Linked DNA regions of Mus musculus: all the other regions are linked to region 2. The links are chromatin contacts, called in public promoter capture Hi-C maps. All regions are on one chromosome and are shown on one strand. Each heading gives the region's core, a stretch centred on a gene start, on an enhancer-like site or on the middle of the called end of the contact. The rest is flanking DNA. Distances are from core to core; before and after follow the strand shown. Region 1 overlaps Arid4a (AT rich interactive domain 4A (RBP1-like)). Region 2 holds the start of Nemf (nuclear export mediator factor). Region 3 holds the start of Arid4a (AT rich interactive domain 4A (RBP1-like)).

Region 1 (3,896 bases), core at 290-2,789, 1.7 Mb before region 2:
TTGGGGAGACAGGGGGTTTCAAGTCAGAGTTTCTCTGTGTAGCCCTGGCTATCCTAGGACTTATTCTGTAGTCCAGGCTGGCCTCAAACTCAGAAATCTGCCTCTGCCTCCTGAGCACTGGGATCAAAGGCGTGCGCTGCTACACTGGGTTTAAAGAATGAGTCTATAACTCCCAACATAGTCTGCTTTATGTGTAGAGCGCATGTTCTTGGGAGTCACAATGAAAAGCCCACACTTGCCTGTCTTCTGAGGAATTTACAGTCAAGGCAAAGCAAGCTCACTCCTGTCCTCAGGTAACACTCATTAACTCAGGGTGGAGTAAAGGCGCACAAATTGAAGAAGTTAGCTTAGGCGTAGTAAGGAAAGTAGCTGGGTGGAAGAGTGCCTGCCTAGCATGCCTGGGCCAATGGTGTCTGGGAGGTGAAGTTCAAGGTCATCCTAGGCGGACTGGCAAATTGGAGGCCAGCCTGAAATATGTAAAACCCTGCCTCAAAATAAAAAAGCTGGGGCTTGGGCTGGATACATGGCTCAGCGGTTAAGAGCACTGACAGCAGCTCTTCCAGAGGTCCCGAGTTCAAATTCCAGCAACCACAAGATGGCTTACAACCATCTGTAATGGGATCTGATGCCCTCTTCTGGTGTGTCTGAAGACAGCTACATATAAATAATAAATAAAACTTAAAAATAAAAAAAGCTGGGGCTGAAAAAATGGCTCAGTGGTTAAGAGCACTGACTGCTCATCCAGAGATCCTGAGTTCAATCCACAGCAACCACATGGTGGCTCACAACCATCTGTAATGGGATCCGATGCCCTCTTCTGGCACACAGACATTCATGCAGATAGAGCACTCAGATGCTTTAAAAATAAAAAAATAAAATAAGAAAGTGGAAGGGAGCTTATGGTGAAGGAGTCTTAGATATTCATTAAAAGAATTTGAAGGGGGGCAGTGGTGGCGCACGCCTGTAATCCCAGCACTTGGGAGGCAGAGGCAGAAAGATTTCCGAGTTCGAGGCCAGCCTGGTCTACTGAGTGAGTTCCAGGACAGCCAGGGCTACACAGAAAAACCCTGTCTCAAAAAACCAAAAAAAAAAAAAAAAAAAAAAAAGTGAAATTAGTTGATGAAGCAGACTCAGTAAAACTAGATTAATTAACTGAAAGATCAAGGTTTTGTATATCGCATGTGTGTGTGGTGCATGCACACAGATGTGTGGGTGCATATGAACACATTGATGCATGTGCTCATGCACATAGGGATGCAAAACACGGGAACAGATGTCTTCTGTCACTCTCCGACACTGCACTGCGCTGAGACAAGGTCTCTCGCTTAACTGAAGCTTGCTTCTTTGGCTAGGCTGGCTGGACAGCGTGGTTTTGACTCTGTTGTCTGGGCACTCAACCCCAGGCTATGCCTGGCTCCTTACATAGGCACCGGAGTCCCCAAGCTCTCCTGCTTGCAGGGCAAGTGCTCTTACCAGTGTGCTTGTTCCCTGCCCCACCCCCAGTGTCTTGTTTTGTTATTGAGACCAAGTTAGTCTCCACCTCCTGGGCTGAAGCACACTTCCTGTTTTGGACTCTAGAGAAGCTGAGACTACAGCCCTGAAGCACCACATCTGACCAAGTTGTTGGGATTACTGTGAGATAAATCGATTATTTTTAAATGGTTCTACCTAAAAACTTAGTTCTAGATAATTAGCTGAATGTAATAAAGAAAGAATTAAGAAGCCAGATGTGGTGGCTCACACCGTGATCCTACACCTGAAGAGACTGAAGCAGGAGGATTGTTATGAATCTGAGGCCAGCCTGGGCCACACAGTAAGTTCCGGGCCAGCCTGGACTATCCAGTAAAACAAACAAAACAGCCATAAAGAATATTGAGGACTTGACCTACAGGAACTGAAGCGGTGAGGCGATAAACAGGGCAGAATGAAGAACACATCTGAGGGGAAAACCTGAAAGGTCAACAAACAGATAACAGAAGGAAAGCCAAAGAAAGACAATGGCCATGTGAGTGGGCCTGTCTTAATATTAAATTACAATTACATCTTCGTTAGATTTATAATACTTCCAAAATATTTTACATACATTTTAAAAAATCCATTCTCGACAACTAATACAGCTGACTAATTTTGCAATGAAACTTACCAAAGCAGGGTACCATCCAGTGCTCTCTGCTGTGGAGGCCACACTTACAACTTTTCCTAATAATTCGTCATTGAGACGCCTCTTATCTTCATCTTCCTCTTCGCTGCTTTCTTCTTCCTTTTCGTCTTCAGTGCTAAGAGTCAGGAGAACCTGGTCATTATCCAAATGTCCATATCCTAGTGTCCCAGACCTAGGCATGTCAGAGTGCTGTGACTTCTGCATGGTCCACTGGCCCCTATGGCTGCCTCTCCATTCTTACTGGGGCTGAGGAGATGGACAGTCTCCTGCCTCACACAAGTAACTGAACCACCTAAGTAAGCAACACTTGAGTTTGCTTCACTGGTCAGTGAATACCTGGGCTTCGGTTCCTCTGCCAGGACAGAGAAGCCTAACTTCTCTGTATCACCTCATTCACTTTTAGAAACACATTACCTGTCTGGTTTTTAATGCCAGGGGGCAAATAATGCAAGTTTAATTTTCTAGTAGGGTATGAAAATAGCTCCCAAAAAGTATATGTGGGTTTATTCAGGTATCTTCTCTGGGGTAATCATTTACTTCTAAGTGTCCATAACAAGCATTAATTATGAGTCTATGCTTTTTAAATAAAAATGAGAATGTACGCTTTTAAAATCATGGTAAATAGTAATCTGACATGCTCTTGAAGCATCCTGAATATGCTGATATCTGCCATTCACTGCACTATGCAGGGCTGTTAACTACTAATGATCTGAGGCACTTGGTCCTTTTCCTCTCACAGACCCGTTGCCTAGGAGCTACCACAGGACTCTTTACTTTCCACACTGACGACATTTCCGTATCTTTAGCTCTAACACCTACAATTGCTTATGTGAGTGTCCTGCACTGAAATATCAGCCTACTCAACTTTTTGAAAGTTACAATTATTAAAGACTATAATACTATGTTATGAGTACAAATACCATTAATGACTTATTAAATAAATGTGCTAAGCACTTGCTACACACTGGAAAACACACACAACACTAGTCCAAACTGCCAAGACACTATCAATCCCATTGTCCTCAGTTATAAACTAGTAATAGGATCCTGTAGAGTGTGTGTGTGTGTGTGTGTCTGTTTCTGTACGTACAAGCGCCAAAGCACATACATACAGGTCAAAGGACAACTTGCATGACTTGGTTCTCTTCTTCTACCATGGGAGATTCAGGAATCAAATTCAAATAGACAGGCTTGGTAACAAGTGCTGTTACCTGCAAACTGCCTTGCTGGCCTAGGAAGACTTTATTATAGCTATGACAACCAAATGTAAGTAAGAAATGAGGCTGGAGGGAAAAGTTACAAAGTCATTGTTTTGCTGTAACAGTGCTGATATATAAGAGGAGCCCCAGTGAGTAATTAAACAAGGAGGAAGGACAGCTTGAGGGGAGCCGCACCCCAGAGGGGAGAAGGGAAGGTGACTTGGAGAACTCTATGCCCAGGAACTAGGCAGGTAGAGCACTAGCCACTCACCACAGGGATGCCAGCAATGATGGGGCAAACAGATGGTGAGTATCTACTGGTGTCCTTACACTGAGAAGAGCACACACCACTTGCTGTCTACACTGAATAACCTTAATCTATAAATGAAAAACCCCTGAAAAACATCTGCATCCACTTGTACTCTTAAATGTCCGTAACACCAAAAGCTAACAACTGTTTTTGGAACTCATGAACCACAATCAGGGAAATGCAGCCACATGCACATGACCTTGGTTAGGATCCTGAAAGGATGCTC
Region 2 (4,107 bases), core at 1,361-3,860:
TATTATAGGGAGTGGAGAAATCCCTGAGTGAATATTTATTGTTGACATTGACAAAGCCATGGCAAGGGCTCCAAAGACCCCATTAAGATCCATGAAAGAATGGCAAAAATCTTCCACCTAGGGTGAGGTTCAGAAGCAAGGCAAAGTCTTCCTCTAATTCAGTCCTGGATGTTGACAGTGTGGCAGAAAGTGTCCACTGTATCTTTCTCCCTCTGAACGTTACTACCTGAAGACCTACAGAGACTACTACTAAAATGAGCTAAACCTGTCTCCTTATCCAGCTGTATACTGTAAACCTGCCTGCTTGTTCAACTATATGCAATGACCCCACCTTTCTGTTCAACTCTAAATACTAAATATGCTGAGCTTGGCCTAGTGCCTGTAGTTTCTTTAGTGGAGAGCCCAGACTAGTGGATCTGGACCTCTTTGAGGGTTGGAACTACTCTTTCACAGCAGTCACCTAAGACCATCAGAAAACAGATATTTGTAATTCGTAAGAGTAGCAAAATTACAGTCATAAAGTAGCAACCAAAATAACTTTATAGTTGGGGGGGGGTCACCACAGCATGAGAAACTATTAAAGGGTTACAACATTAGGAAAGTTGAGAACTACTGGCCCAGCCCATCTGATCCCAGCTTTTTTATCTGTATGTCTGTCTTTTTCTTCGTGTTCTTACTGCCCTAGTCAGGTCCATCCCTGGATGCTATGCACAGACACTGCGTTGTATTGTTTATATCTCTACACGTATGGCTGGTGTAACAGTAATAGAAACCATTTACAGAAGCACTGAAGCTCCATGAGCCCCAGAGCTCCACACTTGACTCAGAGGAAGACTGATAAGAGCTGAAAAAGATTCAGATCTGTTGCTCTCTTCTGAAACATGGTTGTACTTTGATTTTAAATATCCTACAATTTTCTATCAATTTCCCCATGTCCAAGACTCTGTATATGTTTTGGCTGTACATTTAGCCTTCTACTTGTATTTAGGATAGAATAAAAAACTGATGCTTACTACAAAATGCTGTGTTTTAGATCCCTTTCGAGTGCTGGAAGCTTGGTGCCAGGTGTAGCGGTGAAAGCCTTTAAAAATCAGAAATGCTATTGTTCTTGAGAGAAACCAGTTTCACTCATGAAGAAGCTATCATAAGAAGAAGCCTGGCGCGTGCACCCCTGCTGCTTCCGTCTCACCTCGGAACTGCCCCCTCTCTTTCCATGTGCTTCCCTCAAGATGCTGGAATGTAGCAGGGGGGCTGCCCTTGTTAGATTGAAATAGATGTGGCTACTCAGTTTCAGAGTTCCAGCTGCTAAAACTGTGAACTTTGTACATTGTTTAACTGTTGGTATTTTGTTACAACAATAGAAACTAGATTAACACATTTGCCAACATTAAAGGTTTATGATCTATCTGGGCATGATAGTATGTACCTGCAATTCCAATACCAATGAGGCTGGAATCAGAGGGAGACTGAGGACAGCCTGGCTTATAGGGTGAGTTTAGACTAACCTTGACTATATAGCATGCCCTGTCTCAAAAGCAGAGTAATTACAAAAATCCTTATGTTTTTAGATATACAAATTTGACACTTTCCCTGCTTTCTTTTGCTTTTTTGGTCACCCATTCTAAGAACTTATAGCGATGTGAATGCTAATGACTTTAAACTTTTAAATACATGTTTCACTGATTTTAAAATTCCTCCAGTTTCTAAATGTGTTGGTAATTTCAGCACTCAAAAAGGCAGAGACAAGAAAATTCAGAGTTCTAAGGTGTCCTGGGCTACATAGAAAGACCCTGTATCAAAAATGACCATGACAACCACCCCCCCACACACACACACCTTCCACTGTCCAAAACTAGTAGATTTTTGTTCTTAGTTTTAGATTTGTTTATTACTAACATTAGAACTTTTAAAAAGAAAAATTTAGACGAATTAACTATCGTATATTTGAACCCTGAATAATTTATGTATGAATTGGTAGCATGCAGAACTTGAAGCAGTTTAGAGAACGCTGGGGTGTGGGAGGAGAACTTTTTCTCCTTCTCCCATGGGAACTCTTACTTTATTTTTATCTGACATCTTTACTTAGTGAATTTTTGAGTATTTGAGGTGCCAAGAATTTATGAAACTCGGGCTATATAGAACCCCACCCCATTCAACTTGAATGAGAATTCTACAGTATGCCGCAGAATCCTATTTCGGAGAGTAGTACCCAGCAAAATAGGAACCCATCTCTACGGCTTGTCAGAGTCAGGGAAAACCAACCGTTGGTTTTTGTCTAGTCTCAAATTCGCGTTTAGAAAGACCCCTTGCTCTTCCATCCTGAGCGATAGCGCCTTCCTGGGGCAACTGATTAATGGTTAATGACCTACAGGATCCTAATGGAGACCCATTTTAATCCCCAAACAAGGGGACGGGATTAACCCGGTCATTGTTCAAGGAAAGGACGCAGTTTCGAGAAGGTAGTTAGTTCTATGTCGAGTTTTTTTTACACAGTGAAAAAAATAATTGATCATGATTTGACAACAAACTTCGGTTAAATAGCGCACTTTCACTATAAGTAATATTGGGTCATTTGGGTTGCCGTAGACACAAGCCAAGCGCTCATGCGCAGAAGCATAGTGGTCCTGCGTCGGCTCAGTCCCTGAAAGGACTGCGGTAGCGACACGCAGCCTAGCCATGAAGAGCCGGTTCAGCACGGTTGACCTCCGCGCAGTGCTCGCGGAACTGAATGCGAGGTATGGTGGTGGGAGTGGACAGGCTCGTTCACAGCAGAGGGAGCGGAGGCCGGGCACCGGGTGGTCGCGAGACGGAGAGCCTCACGGTCGTCCCGGTGCCTCGGGGATTCTCTAGGCCTGGGGGCCGAGCCCGGGGCCGGTGCCCCCGGGAGACACCCCCCCCCCCCCCCCCCCCGGGGACCGTGCCTGATGCTGCATCTCCCTGGCGCTGATTCCGAGAGGTCTTGCCGGGGTGGCCTGAGTCCCGCAGCGAGCGTTTGGTAGAACGGGAGTGATCGTCTTTGCTCCAGACTGGCGGCCTGGCTTCTTCAGAATTCCCGTCCTTCTTCCCAAAGAGAAGTAGCAGGGCCTTCCAGCTGAAATGGGCAGATTTGGACCTGTGTCCTGGACTTGTCGCCTATTCAGCTGTGTGAGCTTTGTCGCATTTTCGGGGACTCGGCTACTTCCTCCGCTCCGAATAAGTCATTTAGACTTAATTTTACTGTATTTACACCCCCCACCCCACCCCAGCACTAGTAGTCTGGTGTTACTGAGATCAACAGGCCACTTTTGTGCTTAAAAGTCTACATTTAATTTGAGGATACCTTTATAGGCGGTGGAGGTATCTTAGCGGAAGAGTTCCTTTTCCACAACACCAATAAATGATGGAAAGTTTTGCTTCAACCAAGAACAATGATTTGTTATATGTTTCTTTTTTTTTCAGCTTGCTAGGAATGAGAGTAAACAACGTTTATGATGTGGATAACAAGACATATCTTATTCGGCTTCAAAAGTAAGAATATTTTATAAGATTGTTTTTGGTAAATTATGATATATATATATATATATATATCCTGCATTTTAGGTTTTGTTTTTTTAAATTCAGAGAATAAGTTTTGGCAAATTCCCTAAAGAAAAATTTGGCTTTCTCTTGAACAGACCTGATTTTAAAGCTACACTGTTACTTGAGTCTGGTATACGTATTCATACAACAGAATTTGAGTGGCCTAAGAACATGATGCCGTCGAGTTTTGCCATGAAGGTAAATTTTAAGTTTGGAGCTAATTTTTAAAACTCCATTTATCTATCTATTTATCATGTATGTATGTATGTGTGTGTGTGTGTGTGTCTGTGTAGGTGGAAACAACAAACAGGTACAACTTGGGGCTCTCAAGTGAATGTCAGAAGACAACCTGGGGGGGAGTCAGTTTTGCTGTGAGATGAGGGGTCAGGGGTAAGATCCAACTTAAATCCCCAGACTTGATCCATGTGCCTTAATCTGCTGACCTGGAACTTGCTTCATTGTTGTTGTTGTTGTTGTTGTTGATCCATGTGCCTTAATCTGCTGACCTGGAACTTGCTTCATTGTTGTTGTTGTTGTTGTTGTTGTTTG
Region 3 (3,581 bases), core at 961-3,460, 1.7 Mb before region 2:
TCACTCCAAAATAAAAAAAAATATATAAGAGGAAGTTTGAGAATTTCAGAAAGTAATATACTTAAACCGAGTCAGGCAATGGTATAGCATGCTCATCCTGCCAGCACTTGGGCAGACGCAGGAGGACGTCAAGGGAGTTCAAGGTCAGCCTTGAGAGTCTACATCGTGAGTTCCAGGCTAGCCCGGGTAAAGTATACTGTTTCAAAATAACCGAAACAAAAACAACTATATATTTTCTATTTACACACACGCACACACACACCGAACACTAAGTACAACGTTAATCATGCACGTTTAAATGTCAGTCTACTTAAAAAGAATAAAAAATGAAGAGGAATACTTTTTGGTAAGTATCTGACCAGAAACAAACAAGAGCCACAGTATCCTACCGAATTCTGAGGAATGTTATGAAAGCTTTCTTTCCCTTCAAGCAGGCTGCCACTGATGTTTGTAAGATTAGGAAGCTTCAAAAGCTACACATAGAATCCACGTTTTAAGATATATATTATGAAGACTGAACTAATCAATCTAAATATTGTCATCACCTTAGTTTACTTTCTTTCCCCAAAAATATACAGAACTATCTCTCTTACTCAAGCTACATAACATGTCTTTTAGAAAATGGCATTGGTAGTGGAAAGGGGGAAGTATAGGTTTTAAAGAAAGCAAAAGCAAAGCAAAACAAAAAAACCTTGCAAAAACCAAAGCAGGACAAAAGCTTTTCTTCTTGAAAGGTGTTTTTGACACTGAAGTGTTTGAAAATCGAAAGACTGCACCGATCTTCTCAAAGTGCTAACTGCTAGAGAGTGTTGGACCGCCTGCATTTATACACACACACACACACACACATTCGAACACGCACACACACACACACACACCCCTCACCCATTCACATGTCATTTTCCTTAAAGTGCTTCTTAGTAAAGAAATCAATTCTAAGTAACAAAAAGCTGCCATTCCACAACTGCAGCCTCCGGACTGGCAGCGTCCGGGGCACAAGGCTAAGAAGAAGAGTTGGCTCCACTTACCTTCATCTTGACTGGTGACCTGTGGGGTTCCAGCTTCCTCGAGTTCTCTTCCCGGGCGCTAGAGCCAAAGCAGGGAAAAGAGAGGCAGAGGATCAGTCCAAGGCGGGGTGAGACCCGGAAAGAAAGTAAACAAATGCAGGCGGGGAGGGGCCGAGCTCCGCGGCCCCCGGGACAGACCCCCGTCGGGCAGCCAAAGCCTGGCGGGCAGTGAGCCCCACGCGCGCCAAAGGGCAGCGCGTCCCGCCCCTGCCCGGCCGGCCGGCCCACCGCGCCCCCGCCTCGTCGGCCACTCGCAGCCCCCTGCGCCCCGGCCTCCCGGGTCCGCGCCCCGCCGGGCCCCGACTCTAGCGCGCGCCCCGCCTCCGCCGCTCGGCCCCCTTGGCCCGCCCCGGCCCGGCCCGCGGCGGCGGCAACGGAGTGTCACGGCGCCATTGCTCTCCTGCCTCCGCTCTGCACCATGTCAGGAAGGAGAAGCGCTCCTTCACCCGGGGGGCAGGGGCGGCGGCCTGCGGCGGCGGCCGGCGCGGGGGGACCCGGCGGGGGAGGCGCGGGGCGGGGAGGCGGCAGGACAGGGTGTGGGAGGGGAGCGAGCCGCACCGCCGCAGCGGCCGTCTCCTCCCGCGCCCGCCTCAACTTTTTGTACAGCCCGGAGAGGCGCGGGCACCCCGATCTCCGCGGTCCAGCAGCGGGTCCTCGCCAAAGAAGCACAGCAGAGTTGGGGGCCGGTTCTCCCGGCAGCCCGCTCCTCCAAAGCAAACTTAGCGGCGCGGCCAGCCCCACAGCCATTTTCCCGGGGAGGCGGCGGAGGCGGTCGTGCCCGCAGTTGCCGCCGCGACTCCAGGACCCGATCGCTGCCCGGCGCCCCGGGCACAGCCCGCCCTGCATCCCCCTCTCAGCCTGCGGAGCTCCCAACTGCACCGGGACCCCATCGCGGCAGCAGCTGCTCCCGCCGCTTTGCCCATTCAGCGGCCCCCGCTGACTACCTACCTACTGCGGGTGCAGAGCGCTGTCAGCTCTCCAGTCTGCCGCCCCACTGATCGCCGTGGGTCCCCGTCCGGGCAGCACCGCTCCCGGCCGCAGCGGCAGTTCCTGCGCCGGGTTCCCCCACTCGCCCCGATTTACTGCCACAATCCACCAAATAACAAGCTGTTGAGCAGACTCGCTTCTACACGAACTCCTATTGGCTGCTCATGACGCCGAATAGCTTCGGATTGGAGCTCGCTGTCTGCCTTTCTCATTGGATGTAGCTGGGAAACTTCCATGATTGGTGCGGAAAACAGCAGGTAGGATAGCTTCCACTTCTGATTGGCTGTATCCGAACACGCACGTTATTGGAGGATAGAGGATTGAGTAAGAGAGCCCAAAAATTTGATTGGAGGAGCCGACTCCGGATGTGCTTGACTGAACACTGATTGGAGAACAAGGGGTCAGGAAGAGCAGTTCCGCACGAGGATTGGGCGGTGGCGTGTCCCATGGAAACGGAATCCAGAACTGCAGCCAGGGTTTTTCACGGGGGCGGAGCCGGCTCTTCCCCAGGCGCCTGCGCCTAACCGGTTCCCCGGCGCCATTTTGTCCCGGCAGCAGCAGCCCGCAGCTCTATCCCATTTTCTGTGTCTGGAGGGAAGGACGCGGACTCTCTCGGGTAGGTTTATTTCAGTGTGGCACCGGCTTACCCTTCCCTCCAGGACAACGCCTAGCGAAGGGTGGAGGAGTCACGGAGTCGTCCGAGAGGTCTGTCGGAGGCTCCCGGTGTCGGGTGGCCTCGGGGGTGGCGCAGCGCTGGGAGCACCGGAAGCGAGGGCGGCCATGGGAGCCGCTGTCCGCCGGCGGCGGAGCGTGGCTGGGGGGGCGTGGAGGAAGGGGGCGAGGTCGGGGGCGCACGTGTAGGTGAGTAAGCGGCCCTTTGCGCCCCTTCACTCGGGATGGCGGGATTTTACTGACACCCCCCCCCCTTCCTCCCGGCATAGCTCTGTCTCCCTTTGACATTGCATTTCGGAAGCTGGGTTGCGGTCTGCAGACACCAGGGGCCCAAGGTGGCAGCCACCTTGGTAAAAGACGGAGGAGGTGTGGTTTCTAGAAACGTCTTGCGTGGGGAAGAAGAGTTATTTCCTCCAACTGTGAAGCTTGGAGGAAACGTGGAAGCCCCGGCTTTCGGAATGCTGAGGAATGTGCCTGCCAGGACAGACGCTGCTGCCACTATGACCTTAGACAAGCGACTCTTGTCACTGCATGAGGCGAATACTATACTATTTTTTCGAAGAAAGTATTAATGCTTCAGGAAGGAACGACAGTTTCTTAGATGAAAGGGTTTTCTGGACCAGATAGACATGGATTCTGTCGTCAGCACATTGTCTTGTTAAATGACACAAAACTTAACAATTGGGCAACAGCTTATGCCCTAAATTAAAATGTGAAATGTTAACCCCAGTAAATTGCACAGTTGAGTACGTCTGAACTAACGCCATATCAACTAGTTAATATTTGTTGTTTTTGTTTTTTCAAAATTTGTTAAGATTGTGAAGTGTATTTTGGTAGTTTTACTAAGTCATGTCT

What was found. Promoter capture Hi-C pulls out the DNA fragments that hold promoters and counts their contacts.
Region 1: a promoter capture Hi-C map of liver shows a contact between it and region 2, with 3 times the contacts expected there. The contact joins the enhancer-like site here to the promoter of Nemf in region 2. A contact is called at or near these places in 3 of 39 promoter capture datasets (cranial neural crest, hippocampal neurons and liver) and 1 of 115 datasets of contacts at active chromatin or transcription factors (astrocytes).
Region 3: a contact with region 2 is called in a promoter capture Hi-C map of pre-B cells, with 13 times the contacts expected there. The contact joins the promoter of Arid4a here to the promoter of Nemf in region 2. A contact is called at or near these places in 5 of 39 promoter capture datasets (cranial neural crest, hippocampal neurons, liver and 2 more), 1 of 484 Hi-C or Micro-C datasets (pro-B cells), 3 of 115 datasets of contacts at active chromatin or transcription factors (the 230-238 cell line, astrocytes and microglia) and 1 of 9 other capture datasets (liver).

The regions. Positions count from the first base shown.
Region 1 is chr12:71,038,219-71,042,114 of GRCm38.p6, reverse strand. Arid4a (AT rich interactive domain 4A (RBP1-like)) reads right to left here. Exons shown (of 24, transcript NM_001081195.1): 8 at 2,144-2,276. Among named protein-coding and RNA genes, the nearest start is that of Arid4a, 24 kb to the right of the region's middle. Within about 2 kb of position 1,539, at least 73 of the 459 cell types and tissues checked have an H3K27ac peak or open chromatin away from gene starts, as enhancers often do. A contact at or near this core is called in liver, where this site is marked.
Region 2 is chr12:69,355,679-69,359,785 of GRCm38.p6, reverse strand. It overlaps Nemf (nuclear export mediator factor), which reads left to right and starts at 2,610. Exons shown (of 33, transcript NM_025441.3): 1 at 2,610-2,735; 2 at 3,439-3,507; 3 at 3,654-3,756. The coding sequence starts at 2,677.
Region 3 is chr12:71,014,596-71,018,176 of GRCm38.p6, reverse strand. Arid4a (AT rich interactive domain 4A (RBP1-like)) reads right to left here and starts at 2,210. Exons shown (of 24, transcript NM_001081195.1): 1 at 2,016-2,210; 2 at 1,029-1,086. The coding sequence starts at 1,034. 3110056K07Rik (RIKEN cDNA 3110056K07 gene) reads left to right here and starts at 2,354. Exons shown (of 4, transcript NR_045055.1): 1 at 2,354-2,670.